Linked DNA regions of Mus musculus: region 2 is linked to region 1. A link is a contact called in public HiChIP or PLAC-seq data. All regions are on one chromosome and are shown on one strand. Each heading gives the region's core, a stretch centred on a gene start, on an enhancer-like site or on the middle of the called end of the contact. The rest is flanking DNA. Distances are from core to core; before and after follow the strand shown.

What was found. HiChIP or PLAC-seq counts read pairs in DNA pulled down with a chosen protein or histone mark.
Region 2: a contact with region 1 is called in an H3K27ac HiChIP or PLAC-seq map of embryonic fibroblasts, with 6 times the contacts expected there. The contact joins two enhancer-like sites. A contact is called at or near these places in 2 of 39 promoter capture datasets (liver and stem cell-derived epiblast-like cells), 1 of 15 datasets of contacts at CTCF or cohesin (large pre-B cells), 9 of 484 Hi-C or Micro-C datasets (the C10 cell line, the CH12 cell line, the HL-1 cell line and 6 more), 4 of 115 datasets of contacts at active chromatin or transcription factors (embryonic fibroblasts, embryonic stem cells, stem cell-derived neural progenitor cells and 1 more) and 2 of 9 other capture datasets (adipose tissue and embryonic stem cells).

What each region holds. Positions count from the first base shown.
Region 1 is chr9:71,620,719-71,627,949 of GRCm38.p6, forward strand. Cgnl1 (cingulin-like 1) reads right to left here. Exons shown (of 19, transcript NM_026599.5): 19 at 5,789-7,231. Among named protein-coding and RNA genes, the nearest start is that of Myzap, 32 kb to the left of the region's middle. Within about 2 kb of position 4,258, at least 27 of the 459 cell types and tissues checked have an H3K27ac peak or open chromatin away from gene starts, as enhancers often do. A contact at or near this core is called in embryonic fibroblasts, where this site is marked.
Region 2 is chr9:72,194,384-72,201,614 of GRCm38.p6, forward strand. No RefSeq gene overlaps it. Among named protein-coding and RNA genes, the nearest start is that of Gm27188, 55 kb to the right of the region's middle. Within about 2 kb of position 2,863, at least 84 of the 459 cell types and tissues checked have an H3K27ac peak or open chromatin away from gene starts, as enhancers often do. A contact at or near this core is called in embryonic fibroblasts, where this site is marked.

The sequences.
Region 1 (7,231 bases), core at 3,008-5,507:
AGAGAGATGGTTCAGTGGTTAGGGGTACTGGATGATCTTGCAGAGCCCTGGAGTTTAGTTCTCAGCACCCATATCAGGCAGCTTACAACCAACTGTAACTACAGATCCAGGTGACCCTAGGTCCTCTCTCACCTCTGCTGGCACTGAACTTATATGTACATGCAAACACACACCCATACCTAGAGACCCATACCCTTAAAATGAAACATAAAATATACAATTTATAAATATGGAAGTTCTGAAGATGTTGGTTGAATTATTTGTAAATCACTGTTAGATCCATTTGGTCTATAGCCTCTGTTAGATCCATTTGTTCTATAGTCTCGCCTATTCATTTATTCATTTATTTGGCCTGATGATCTCCATTGATAAAAGTAAGGTATTGAAGGACCTAACTGTTACTGTATTAGGCTCTGTTCTCTCTTTCCAGATCAATAAAGCTTGTTGTATATAATTCTGTGCTTCATCACTACATCCCTATGTCTTAGTGACTCCCCCTTGTAAAACTCTATTCCTTTATTGTTACACAGTGACCTGCTTTGTCTTTTACTTTTAACAGCTTCTAACTTAGAATGGGTTATCTGGTAAAGGTAGATTTACTCCTGTTCACTTCCCGGTTTTCAGTCTAATGTGCCCGCTTTTCCTGACCCCACACTTTCAGTTCGTGTGTTATTCATGGTGAAACAAAACACGCTTCTTGTAGGCAGCATATAGGTGAGTTTGGTTCTACATAGTTGTTTTATATCTTTGAATCAGAGATTTTAATCCAGGTACCTCTAAGGTTATTATAATACGATAAATACTTGTTCCTGCAAATCTGGTTGTCTCTTGGTTGCTTCATAGACTTTTCTGTTTTGCATTATGATGTTTTTGGTGGCTTGGGGGTTGTCTGTAGTGATGTGACTTGGCCCCTTTTTCTTCCAGTTGTCCGTGGAACTGCTTCGCCCGGTCAGTTTTAATCTTTTGTGCCTTTATTTTATCATAGTAGCTTCCAGATGTAGGACTTCTTCAACCATTTTTTGTAGGACAAGCATAATGATATTTAACTCTACTTTGGAAGGTGATGTTTCTATTCATACCTGGATTATGCCTGATTTGGAAGCCCTCAGCCCCAGCTCTTGAAGTGCTAGACTCACAGGTGCATGCCACCTTCCCCAGCTTAGCAGCTATTGAGGGTAGCTACTTGTTGATACCTCAGAGATATGAACCAAAAACCCTTTAGAAATTCCCGGTGATCTGATGTAGCACTGTTATGTCATCTATTTTTGTCTGCTTCATATTTCAAGCCTTAAAAGTCTGTTCCTGATGTTGAAGCAATGTTCCTGGGACTCTTACTGTGCGGGAAGCAAGCTCTAGATAGACACAGGCACCACTGAAAATCATGTGATGTGCCCGGGTGCCGACTGGAGGAGGTGGCAAGGCTTCCAGCCTCCACGTCACTGTCTCTTACAAGTGGTGAAAGCCCAGATATTTACCTTGCACATGCTTGGTCTTTGCACAGGTCCTTGAGGGGGTCACTGGACTTTGGTAATCACCAAAGAATTTCAGAAGCAATGAAGCATACAGACATAAGCTAAGGGGATGTTATGAAGTCTAGGAGGCCACAGAGGGGTTGATTTATTTCCTCTACAACCCAATTTCAAGAAGTGAATGATGTTTAGCCAGCTATCCATGTATAAGTCAGGAGTTATGGGGTGTACTCTATTCTTGTATCAAAGAAGGCTTCAAGTTTCTCCTGCTCTCCAAGCCCATTTCTAGGAAGCAAGCCTGACCTAGACAAGCCACACAGGACACAATCAGTAAGAAGGGCTGGTGGCATGCAGGTGACAGGAAGGGGATCTGCAGAGAGGAGGAGGGCAGGCTGTCTGCCTTACACTCAAAGGTCTTAGGCTCCAGATACAGACTTCCATTGAGAGGCCAGGGGCTAGAGGTCTCAGCAAACCACCCAGCCTCTGTGCCTAGGAAAATCAGCAGCACCTACTAGGGAAGAGCAACGCCAAGAACAGAGGCCCTGCTGGTGCAAGGCCTGCCTGGTGCAAGGCCTACCCGGTGCAAGGCCCTGCTAGGCTGGCAAGAACAATGGACCAGTATGATTTCACTGTGTGCTTGCTGATGACCTTGGGCAAATCTCTCTGTACTTGTTCCCAGGCACTTGAAAGGGAATTTAGGCTTTGTCTAACTGCAATCTTTGCAGTTAAGAGAGGAGTTTATAAATAAAGAATTATCCCCCAGGTCATGTGGCTCACGGGTAGAGCACTTGCCTACCATGTCAGCCTACCATACATGAGATCTTGGCTTCGATCAAATGTCATAGAATGACTGGACATGGTGTCACATATCTATAATCCTAGCACCTGGGAGCTGGAGGCAGGAGGATCAGGAGTTCAAGGCCATCCTCGGCTGCATGAGACCCTGACTGGGAAAAAAAAAATTTTTTTTTTACATTATTCTCACTACCTCAAAATACTATCAGGCAAAGTTGATCAGACTGTGCAGTTCTGAGGTGGTGCCTCCTGCTTTGTGAATCATGGGAGAGGGTCACCTGTCACCTCCCCAGATTGTGCACACAATGCTTACTTCCTAGTCCACAGCATGCTACACTGAGGCCACACTGAGGTCAGAATCCTGTCCACGGGTGGAGTCTCACTTCCCCTGGGAAAGGCTGGGCTCAGAGGCAACGTCTCCCAAGATGAGCTGCCACAGCCACACCAAAGTCCTCATGTGTTCTCTATGCCCTGCAGCATTCAGCTAGCCTGGACACAGGTCGATCCTTGTGAGTCCATCCAGAGAGCCAGGCTGCCACCCTCCCCTCTCCCAGGACTACTCCCCCAGCTTAGCAGAGACTCTGCAGCCCACTCCCTGCAGGGAAAGGTTTCACTGTGAGCTCACTTGACTCTGTGATCTGTGAGGACTGTCTGTGTGCTGGCTTCAATTTGCAAGTGCAGTTGTGAATTTCAGGCTGTCACAATCTGCTCACTGTCTGATGACAGTTACTCTGGTGACAACACTGTTAGGTTTTTCACCACAAAGCATTCTTTGAGGCAGAGGGAGTGAGTAAATTCTGCAAGAACCACCCATCCTTGGGGACTTGCTGATGTTGCCTAAATGCCATCAGTGAGACAATATAGGGCCCAGTGACCGCCCAGAGTGGCCCTGCTACCTGGTTCAGACTCAGAGAAGTCAGGATTAGGGCTTCAGCAGGGAATATCCCAGTGGGACAGAGTTCTGAAGATCACAGCTGCCAACTTCTTGGATCACCAGTTAGAAGAAGCTAAAGGAAAGGGTGGTGGGGAGTGTGTGTGTACAGAAGTTCACTGTGATCTCTGTCGACCCCTAGTGGCTCTACTAAGTGGAAGCAGGCAGGCAGCAGAAGTGAGAACCTACAGGTACAGGGGTGGAATGCAGGTGGATTGGAAGGCAGTGGGAGCCCAGCTCAGGAATGACATGAATGGCCTGGGTCTTCTTGGGCGTGTGACTTTGGTGGGATGAGCAGAGAGTGTATTCCAGAGCCTGACCCGGATTTAGTCCTAAGTGTCCATATCCTGCCCTGTGCCTCTGGCAAGGTTATGTGTGCCTCTGTCTAGGTCACCACACTCGCCCACCAGGACACACTCCAAGGTGGTTGTGAGTCTGCACACCATGTGTGGAGCATGGCAAGTAAGCCAGGGATACACTGGTCCCTGCACAGCACACAGACTAGAGAATGGAGGGCTGAAGCAGAAGGAGAAACAGACAACCAACATGACATCACCACAACAAACAGCTTTATGTCTAACTCCTAGCTCCACCACTCTTGTTGTTGTTGTTATTGTTGTTGTTTTTGTTTGTTGTTCTCTGTGTTGCCCTGGCTGTCCTGGAACTCACTCTGTAGACCAGGTTTGCCTTGATCAGCCTGTCTCTGCCTCCAGAGTGTTGGGATTATTTTTTTAAAAAGATTTATTTACTTATTATATGTAAGTGCACTGTAGCTGTCTTCAGACACCCCAGAAGAGGGCATCTGATTTCATTACAGATGGTCATGAGCCACCATGTGGTTGTTGGGATTTGAACTCAGGACCTCTGGAAGAGCAGCCAGTGCTCTTAACCAGCCCCCAGAGTGCTCTCCGGCTCCCAGAGTGCTGGGATTAAAGGTATAAACCCACGCCACCCTGCTCTTCACAAATTTTCATTTCATTATAAGCTGCCAGGGTCCCCAGACTGCTTAACGCTGTCGCCTGCCCCCTGCTGGCGGGTTCTATAGGTGCACTAGCTGCTTCCTCCAAGGGCACCCAGAAGCAAAATGTACAACGTGCCAAGGTTCCTGCCTTGTCTGTACCGTTCTCCTGAAAGGGCTGTGTTTATTCAGGAAAACCCTGGGCATTCTGGCAGGTTTGTTGACCCTCTATGGTGAGACCTAGCTGACAAGAGTCTGCCTGTGGGACCCTTGTACCCTCCTTGCATACAGTAGCTGGTGTGCCGAATGACTTTCAGAACATATTCATCTTTATAAACCCAGAACACACATTTGTGTCCCGCCTCTCCTCTCATTACTGTTGCTTTATGGAGACTTAGGCCAAGTCTTGGGTCAACAAACAGAAAAGTTAGTGTTTAACAGGTCCGAGAACAAGGGCCAGGTGTGTTGACTCTTCTGGAAGGCCAGACATTTCTGGATTGGGAACTCTTAAGCCCCTAAAAAGAACTTGCTTTTAGCTGGGTTTTTGTTTTGTTTTAATTAGAAGGGCAAATTCTAATGAGTTGTGTAAGAGTCAGGATTATGAGTATTATCCATGAGGTCAAGGGTGGAATGTCAAGAATGTGATGGGAAGGCAAGTCCTGGGGAGGACTTGGGTTTGGGGTTTTGTTGTTTTGGCTTTTTTTTTTCCTCCCTTCACTCTGGGCTTCCTGAGCCTGTTCCTCCCGACAGCTCAGGACCAGGAGCCACACAGAATATTACTCCCAGCCAGGGGATCCTGAGAAGAGACCTACATCAGTCTGGTAGTTTGCTGGGGGGGCGGGGGGGGGGGCGGCATGCTTACATACATGGAGGGGACAGGAAATGGGACCAGATGTGACTTAACGCAAGCAGTGGTAGAAAATTCAGGAAGGACTCTGAGGGATCTGGAGAGCCATGGCTACCAACATATGGGCTCCCCAAGTCCCAGGGAGCACACCCAAGATTGCTGCACCCAAGAGAAATGCCCAGATTCCACATGCACTCAGGTCAAACCAGTCATCTTTGGAAGCTGGGGTGTGGAGATCAGCTCCCTGAAGTGGAGAACAGAGGGGACACGGTGGTCTAGGGAGAAGTGGCCCCAGCTCCATGGGAAATGGCGACTGTAGGGAGCCTGTTAGGAGAGCGACAGAGCACACAACTGTGCTTGCAGAGGAGGCAGCCAACCTTAGGAAACAGGGATCTGATTCTCAGTTGTCAAGCTGGAGTAACTTCCCTTTGTGATTTTGGAATGAACCAGCTGGGACTCAGCACATCAAGGCCATGGCTAACATTTCATCAGCATTCACTGCTCACCACCCCATAGTCTCTCAGAGTGGCCCTGGGCAACCCCTGTAGCTCCCAGCATATACATTGGCGCTTTCTTTTTGCTTGGACCTCACTAATTCCACATAACTGGCGGGCCACCAAGCTCCCCAAATCCCCGTCTCCACCTCCCCAGGAATTACAGGAGTGCGCCACTACACTTGCCTCTTGGGTGTGGGTTCTGGGGATTGAATGGGTCCTCATGCTTGCACAGTAACACAGCATCCAAACTGGACAGAAATCAAAAGATAGAAAATAATACAAGAGCCAGGATTCCTGTCAAGTGACAGTTTATTGAAAGGAAACCTTGCTTTATCCATGAAGTCATTCCCATGGAGGTAGCTGTGATAAAAAATGTCTCTTCCCCATGACAACGCATAGTAACCAATCCCTACTAAAAGACCCACCAGAATATTCCAACTGTCATGGTGGAATGACACTCCAGAGCAGGAAAAACAAATTTATAAAAGCCATACAGTGATTGTCTTCTCAACATTGCACTTGGCAACATGTATGTTTTTACAGGAGATATTTTTAAGCTAGCTAAAGAAAACGCTCTTGAGCAGGATTAGTTCTTAAAGGAATAAACAGAAAAACATGTATATATAAGAAGACCAAGGGATGCTCAACAGATTCGAGCTGAGAAGGACCTGGAGTCCTAATCGCCACCTTGTCCCAGGATGCACCTGTCAGGATCACAGGGAAGAGATGAGGCTGGGACTTACAAACCTCGTTCTAAACCTCATTCCAGTGTCGCGTCACTCACTGACTATACTGCACACACCGGCTCGCTGCCCACTCCATTACAGCACAGGAGACATGCCCTCATCTCGTTTAGCCTCCTCTGGTGTGTGTGTGTGTGGTGGGGTGAGGGACTCTACAAGTGTTTCCAGTGGTGGCCTCTGCTCTCCCTTCCACGAGCTATCTTCCTTCATATAGTTAGCCCCATGGCTACCAGAAGGAACTGACTGGAATAAGGGCTGGCTAATTTTTGTCAAACCACAAAACAAACACCCTTCCTCGGGGTCTTGATTTTTGTCACCTGAATCTCTGGGATGAGCAGGCTGAGACATTTCTAGGCTGAGTACAAATATCGAATGATGACATGAGAAGATTCTAGGAGCTAAAGAATTCCTGTGTGTTCTGGGGAACCAGCCAACCAATCGCAGGCCATCACATTCCCAAGAGGACAGAGGTTCTCCGAGGCTGAGTATAGAGAGGTTCAGGCTGCATCACACTCTCCTGGATGGTTACAGGAGGGCAGGGTTGGTTGGGTTTTTTTGAGACGGGGCCTCCTATATAACCCAGCTTGGCCAAGACCTGCATATGTATCCAAGGCTGACTTTGAACTCTGGATCCTCCTGTTGCCACTTCCTGTGTTGGGATCACAGGCATACCACACCACACCCGGTTTATAGAGTTGGGGGTTAAATACAGGGCTTCCTGCACGCTAGGCACGCATTGCCCCAGCTGAGCTACATTTCCGGCTCAACATTTTTACTTCTATTTACTGTGTTTCCAGTGCCCAAGTCTGTGCCTGACACATTTTGATGGATGATAGTACATGCTTGTTACATGGAAGAATGGCTGAAAGCAGAAGTCTCTCCATACCCAGTGAGGAGACAGGCGAGGGAGACAGTGGATCTCGGGATGTGTAATAGGGCTTGGTTCTCTGGCAGCAGATGCTCATCCTTCAGATCCCTTCTCTGAATCTAG
Region 2 (7,231 bases), core at 1,613-4,112, 570 kb after region 1:
CCTCCCTCCCTCCCTCCTTCCCTCCCTCCCTCCCTCCCTCCCTCCCTCCCTCCCTCCCTCCCTCCCTCTGTATCTCTCTTTTCCCTTCCTGTTCCATCTTTGCACTCCCAACCCCATCTCTTTCTCCTCACAGATCTGACAAGGCTTTGGCACTAACAAGCAATACTCTAGCTCCCCCAAGGATGCTACCCCTTGACCTTTTCAGCTCCAGCCACAGACTGGTTCCAGGCTTCCACTACCATGTCCCTTTCTAGGAAGGCAGGTCCTCATGCAAATGTGAAAACAAAGTAAAAAGATAACTAATGGGGGGGCTGGCGAGATGGCTCAGTGGTTAAGAGCAGTGACTGCTCTTCCAAAGGTCCCAAGTTCAAATCCCAGCAACCACATGGTGGCTCACAACCATCCGTAACGAAATCTGATGCCCTCTTCTGGAGTGTCTGAGGACAGCTACAGTGTACTTACATATAATAAATAAATAAATCTTTTTTTTTTAAAGATAACTAATGTATCCATAAGACCTTATTGATGAATTAAAACCACCGTGATGGCTTTTGGAGCAGACCTCTGACATGGAACCCTCTTCATCTCCTTCAACTCCAGTGGGGACAATATCTTCTCAGGAACAGCACATCTCCTGGGGAATGAGTGAAGATACAGATGATTCGGGCTTAGAGAAGATGAGAATAAGGAGGAGAGTTTCCTCCACAGACGCTTCCCCCTCCCCGCCAACAAGCCCTCAGTGACAATGCACAGTACCTACACTTATCGCTGCTTAAACAACAGATTAGAATATTTCTTTTCCTAGTAAGAATTTTATAGTAAAAAATGAAGACATACATTAATATAAAATGAAAACATATAACTGTACATCCATGTTTTAGTTTAGTAAATATGCTTTCAGTGGGTGGACATTATTGTATTTGAATAAGACAATCTAAGTAAAGATATTTCTAACTAGATGTAAGTCTGAGTGAATGCTTACTTTCCAAATTAATCTTTGAGTAAATGAATGAAGCTATTTCAAAATGTTTATTATGATGCTAGAGAAATGGCTCATCAGTTAAATGTTTTTATTTGCATTTCCTAACAGCTAAGAACACTGACCATTTTTCCAGGTACCTTTTGGCAACCTGCCCAGCTTTTCAGTTATTCATGTACTGATTAGATTATTTGTGGTATTTAAGCTTTGAAGTTCTTTTTGGATTTCATATACTAACGTGTCAGATGTGAATCTGGCACTCACTGGGTAGCTGCCTCGTCTTTACATTGTTTCCTTTGCTTTGTAGAAGCCTTTTAGTTTCACGGGAACCCACTTGTCAACTCTTAGTGTTGCTTTTTTTATGCTATTAGAATCTTTTTCAGAAGGTCCTAGCCCATCCTGTGTCAGGAAGTGTTTTCTCCTGGCATCTACATTAGTTACTTTGACTTCTCTGACCAAATTACCCAACAGCAATGACCCAAGGGAACTTTGGCTCATGGTTTCAGAGGAATCTAGTTCATGACAGAGGGGAGGGAACACCACAGCTCACAGCAGTGGGAACAGGTGGCCCTGTTCCTCCATCCTGGCAAACCGTGGCAAAGAGCTGGGGATTGGGACCAGAAACAGGTACAGCTTCCAAAGACAGTCTTTTCTTTTGCCAGCCAGGCCCCAACTCAAGTTTCCCATAGCTTTGAAATTAGTACCACAAACTGGAGACTGAGTAGTCAAACATGAAACTATGGGGAACATTCTAGATTCAAACCACAACTGGATCCTCTGACTCCCTTTCTCCACTGAGTCTTTACTCTGGCTCATTTGTCTTTAGCTTGTCTTGGGCTTGCCTAGCCCAATTTTAGTAAGCATCCTTCAATGTATTAAGACGTTTGACACCCAAATACCCTTGATATATGATTAACTCTTTAAACCCTTTCCTTTGCTACGAGGCCTGTGTTCAGCAGCAAAGCTAACATATCAATTTAGAAAGAGTGTTCTCAGTCCAGTGTCCCCTTTTGGCCATTCTGCTCAATGGCCATCAACCCTTACTTGACTTTGTCTGCCACAAGATCTTGATCCTTCTTACCTTCTGGGGGTACAGTCTACCCCTACTGAGAAGAAATCTTCCTATGTTTACAAGTGACAGAATCATGTTAGCTCTCAAAGAGTCACAAGGAGAGTGGGGTTTCCTGATCGGTGGATGAGGTAGAAGCCCTTAAATCCAGCACCACTCGGATGCTGTTCTGTCCGTCTCCTCCTTACTTTTGGAAACCTTAAAATCGTAACTTGTCCTACGGGCACTTACCCTTTCTCTTTACTTTTGGCTGTTGAACACATCTCATGGCAGTCACTAATTCATCCCACGGAATGGAATAAGAACCATTTAATATGATTATCTTCTCCATTAAAGCTGTCATCATAATTAGAGCCGCAGTGAACTGTTTGCCAGGAATGATAACTTCTGCCAAGAAAAACTTGGGTGTCATTTTAGAAAAATTCTTAGGTGGGGGAGGAGAAGATCAGAACCATCTGTGTGAAGAGCCAAAGCTAAATAATGATCGGCAGAGCCCCTTTCCCCGTCTGCCAAACTCTGGCTGGCCAGCCAACTGGACCTTGCCAAAGATGCTGGACGGAACCAGCTTTCAAGGTAGCACAAGGGGCACGCCCTCTCCAAGGAAGAGAGCCTTCAGAAAAACCAGTGGCAAATCCAAATCAGACTTTCCTGTGCAGGCTGTCTTTAAAAGTTACAAATATATTTGTTTGCAACCCCACGGTTTCCAGGGCAACCACCTGAGCCAGGACAGAAGCAGAAGGCTAGACTGGGACCACCCACTGCAACTCTCATTTTATTCTGATGGCAAGAACCTCTATACCGACTCAGAGTGTTTGTCAGGCCTCTTGCTGTGAGTCACTGGAATAACATTTTGCCCTGGTGGAAGAGTGCCACAGGCTGCTGCTCCCTCAACCCCAATACCGAGATGCTTTTAAATGGAACCAAACATCCCAGGAGAGTTTTCTCAGCACAAGAATTACTTTGTCGCACATTTTTAGATTACGCTGTAAATTATAGATTTAAAAAAATACATTATGCTAATTTCTTCCAGCGTGTCTTTTAGTTATTTTTAGGGAAAGTGTCTTTGGAATTGAGCTTCGCTGTTAAGTGACGAGGAGAGGAGATAAGAATAAAACGAAGACAGAAGGATGTGTAGGACTCTGGCTGTGGCTGCATCACACTCGGGCACTTGGGAATGAGCAGTTTGTGTCCAGTGTGGATTTCAGCTGATGTCAGTGGAAGTCGATCTGGCTCGGGAGTCATTAGGCTTGGGCGTGCCTTCTCTTTCTGCAACTGTTTTGGATGTGTGACTTTGAAACAATTTGATTCATTTTCCTAAGAGTCCCCTAATCTATGAAATGAGTGTGTTCGGCAAGATCTCTAAGGGGCTTCTGCTCCTTGCACTGCGTGCTGAAACTGAGTTGAATGTCCTCACAGCCCTTGAACAGATGGTGTTGACTAGCTTTATAAGGAATAAACAAACACAGCTGTGAGCATTAGAGAAAATTCAGCAGTACAAAACCCTTGCCCCGTGTTCTTCATGATGGCGCGTTGCACTGGGCAGTTGGCTGGTTCTTTCCCTTTGATTATATATGCTTGACCCTTCTGTATGCTTGTTTTAGACAGGATTCAGAAACAGGCCACAAGAACCAGTCAAGTTGTTTAAGCAGTAGGGTGTAGGGAGTCGGAAATCCACGTGTCAAGTACTGCATGAGGAGACGACGGACCATGGGAACACTCCCAGCATCTCAGCGTAGAATCCACCTGTCCAGAAGACATCTCTCCAACAACCAGGCAAGGTGCCTCATTTGGGTGCCAAGATTGTGGGAAAACTCTACCAATAAAGGTCAAAGATTATCATTGATCAAATAGCCTTCTGGGGCTTGCCGTGTAATGGGGGAGTCCCTTCTCAGGCCTTGTCTGGGGTATTCTAAGCCCTCACATTTGCCTCTACCTGAGGAATGTCATGTGTCCTCAACTAGTGTACAGGATCAATTTCCTTAAGCTGACAGCACCTGATATTCTTGAAGTGCTTCCCTCATGCTAATGAGATGTGCCAAGTCCCCAGCCCCTGACCTTTGCCCATCCTGGATGTCCCTACCCTCAGTCCCCCAAAACTGTATAAGCCTTCAGTCACCCTAAGTAAAGTTGACCTGCCTACTGACAAGTGATCCCAGTGTGGTTATTCACATCCTCACAGGGCTTCAGAACCGATTGACATTTCTGTTCCCACTGTCCTTGGGATTGTATCAGACGCTGGCTCACGAAGATTGAGAGACCCACACAAGATCACATCACCACAATGCAGAGAGCTGGAGCCTCCATTCTTAGTCTACCTGTACTATACCTAATCTGTAACTGTCACAATTAAGGCTTTGGTGTTGCTTCCCTTTCTCCTAATGGTTCTGAGTGCGTGTGTCTCAGTGGAAGAACCTAAATCGTGTTTGCAGTTATAAAAGAATGCTTCCAACAACATATCACAAAAACATGAACTTCGAAGATTTAGACAAAAGAGAATAATTCAAATCTCTGCTCTAGAATTTATTAGGTTCATGCTCTTCCGATATTGGTATTTAGTGTCATTAATATATTAAGAGCAGAATGCAGCCAATATTGCTTAATCTGTTTTTCATCTGTCCAGTGGCCTTTTGGTTTTGATGAGGTGCCCTCCAGGAGCCTGATGAAAAAGTGTGGGTGACAGGATATGGTGTTAGGAGGTAGGGGAACCTTTAAGAGGTGGGGTCTTATAAAAGATCCTTGGACCATGGAGAGAGCACGGGGTGTTGCTCCCCAGAGAAGTATCCAGTCTACCAACTCCAAGCAGAAGGAAATTAACTGGTTCTCATTCTCTTTCCCACCTGGTTCCTTTTCTGATCTCCTTTGCATGGGCTTCAGCCTCACGCATTCTCCCCGTGCGATGGTACCATTCTTCCCTAAGAACTGCGAACTTACATCTGTCATCTAGACAGTCCTTGAGCTAAGAGTATGTCTCTCTCCCAGTCACTCCATTGAAACTATGATTCTGAAAAGCCATTGTTATGCCTGGGACCTCTCAAGTTTTCCTGAGTTATTTATTGATAATGAATCCAGGAGATAAATTTGCACACCACCCAAGACAGAGGTATAGCTTTGGCTCTTCTACAACAGCTTGATTCAAGTATGGGGAGGAAAGGCTTCATGATGGGAACTGGGAGTGCTGGGCAGGTAAAGCCAATGATTTATTCAGTGTATTCCTCCTGACCTTTCAACATCCACATCCACCCTTCCCATCCTCTGCACACAGACCTGTTACTAGGACTCTTCTGACCTTCATACTAAAGCTCCTTCCTCCCTTAGATCCTTGGCCAACTTCTGCTTCCAGCTCAAAGATATCTTGGTGACATGCATCATTCTTAGGTGAATTCAGAATAGCTCCTTGCTTATTGACAACTGATGGCTTTCTTAATCGGTGTTCTATTGCTGTGAAGAGACACCACGACCACAGCAACTCTTATAAAGGGAAGCATTTAATTGGGGGCTGGCTTACAGTCTAAGAGGATCAGTCCATTGTCGTCATGGCTGGGTACATGGCAGCCGGCAGATATGGTGCTAGAGAAGTAGCTGAGAGTTTGATATCTAGATCCACAAGCAACAGGAAGAGAGAAATTCTGGTTTTGGAATAGGTTTTTTGAAACCTCAAAACCCACCCCCAGTGTCACACTTTCTCCAAGAAGGCCACACCTCCTAATCCTTTCAAATAATGTGGTGACCAAGTATTCAAATCTATGAGCCTATAAGGATAATTCTGACTCAAACCACCACGATGGCCAAATGATAACTTTGACTTAATATACAATGGTGGAAGATATTAGAACATCTTAATAGAGGGGAAAAAAAGAAGCCAGGCAGAAGGGGAGGAAACAGTGTATCATGTTTACTAAGTAGTAGTGTTCATCACATCTTGCTTTTTAAAATGTATCTTTATTTATGTGTGTGGATGAGCACACGTTTGTCTGTATGTGCACATGAGTTTGTTCCCTGGACAGATTGTCTCTGTCTACTTTCAAGTGAGACTGCACCCAACAGTAATCAGGATGTCCTTTCATAGCCACAGGTTCTAAGAGTTCTGTCCCTCCTCTGCACTCGGTATGCAGAGTGTACAAAATATGATTATATTTTGTATAGTTAACTGGGGCACTTCCTGTGCACTTGGTATGTAGAATATACACTGAATTGCACTTGGTATGCAGAGTGTACAAAATATAAGCATATTTGCCCCCACTTAACTGGAGGCAATGACAAGCAACAGCTTGAGTTAAAAGATATGAGTCAGTCTTTGCTGACCTTCCCCATTGTCTTCAGTGGCAGGGCTTTAAAATGGGAGTGTGGGGCTTGGAAGTTAGCTCAGCAGTTAAGAGCACTGGCTGTCCTTCCAGAGGTCCTAAGTTCAATTCCCAGCAACCACATAGTGGCTCACAACCATCTGCAATGTAATCTCATGTGTCTTCTGGTGTGTCCGAAGACACTGTCAGTGCACTCCCATACATAAAATAAATAAACAAGTCTTTAATAAAAAATGGGAGTGAAGTGAAGCCCTTCCTAACAAGAGAGAGGCCCATCACAAGGGTCTCCTGGAATTCCATCTTATCTTAAGTTTCTGGATGCCCTGACTTTGCTTCCACTACTGCTGCCTCAGGGGAGATCATTTGGTCTGCAGTCCTCTGACTTCCGCATCTCTCTGACTGTAGGCTGCAGTTAGGATACCTTCCTTGGCAGTTTGGTCTCTGTCTGCTTTCAGGTGAGATTGTTGTCTCTTACTTGTAGCAACTTGGGCTCTAAACACCAGTCAGATCTCTCCAGTGACATTTCTCTGTTGTCTCTCACTTATCTCTACCCAGAGAAACATGAAGGTCAACTTCTTAATATAAATAGAGACAGCCATCACCTCAGTCAGGACAGAGAAATGGACACAACACTGGCCTCTACCTTACCACACTCCTTCCCACTCCACACTGCCATTCTAAACAGAAAGCTACACCCAGGAACAAATTTCTAATGCAGTCCATACTATTTCTCCACTATATGTGTGTGTGTGTGTGTGTGTGTGTGTGTGTGTGTCTGTGTGTGTGTCTGTGTGTCTGTATATGCATATACACATACACAATATATATACATCATACGCACATACATATACATGCATGCATACATACATACACATACATACA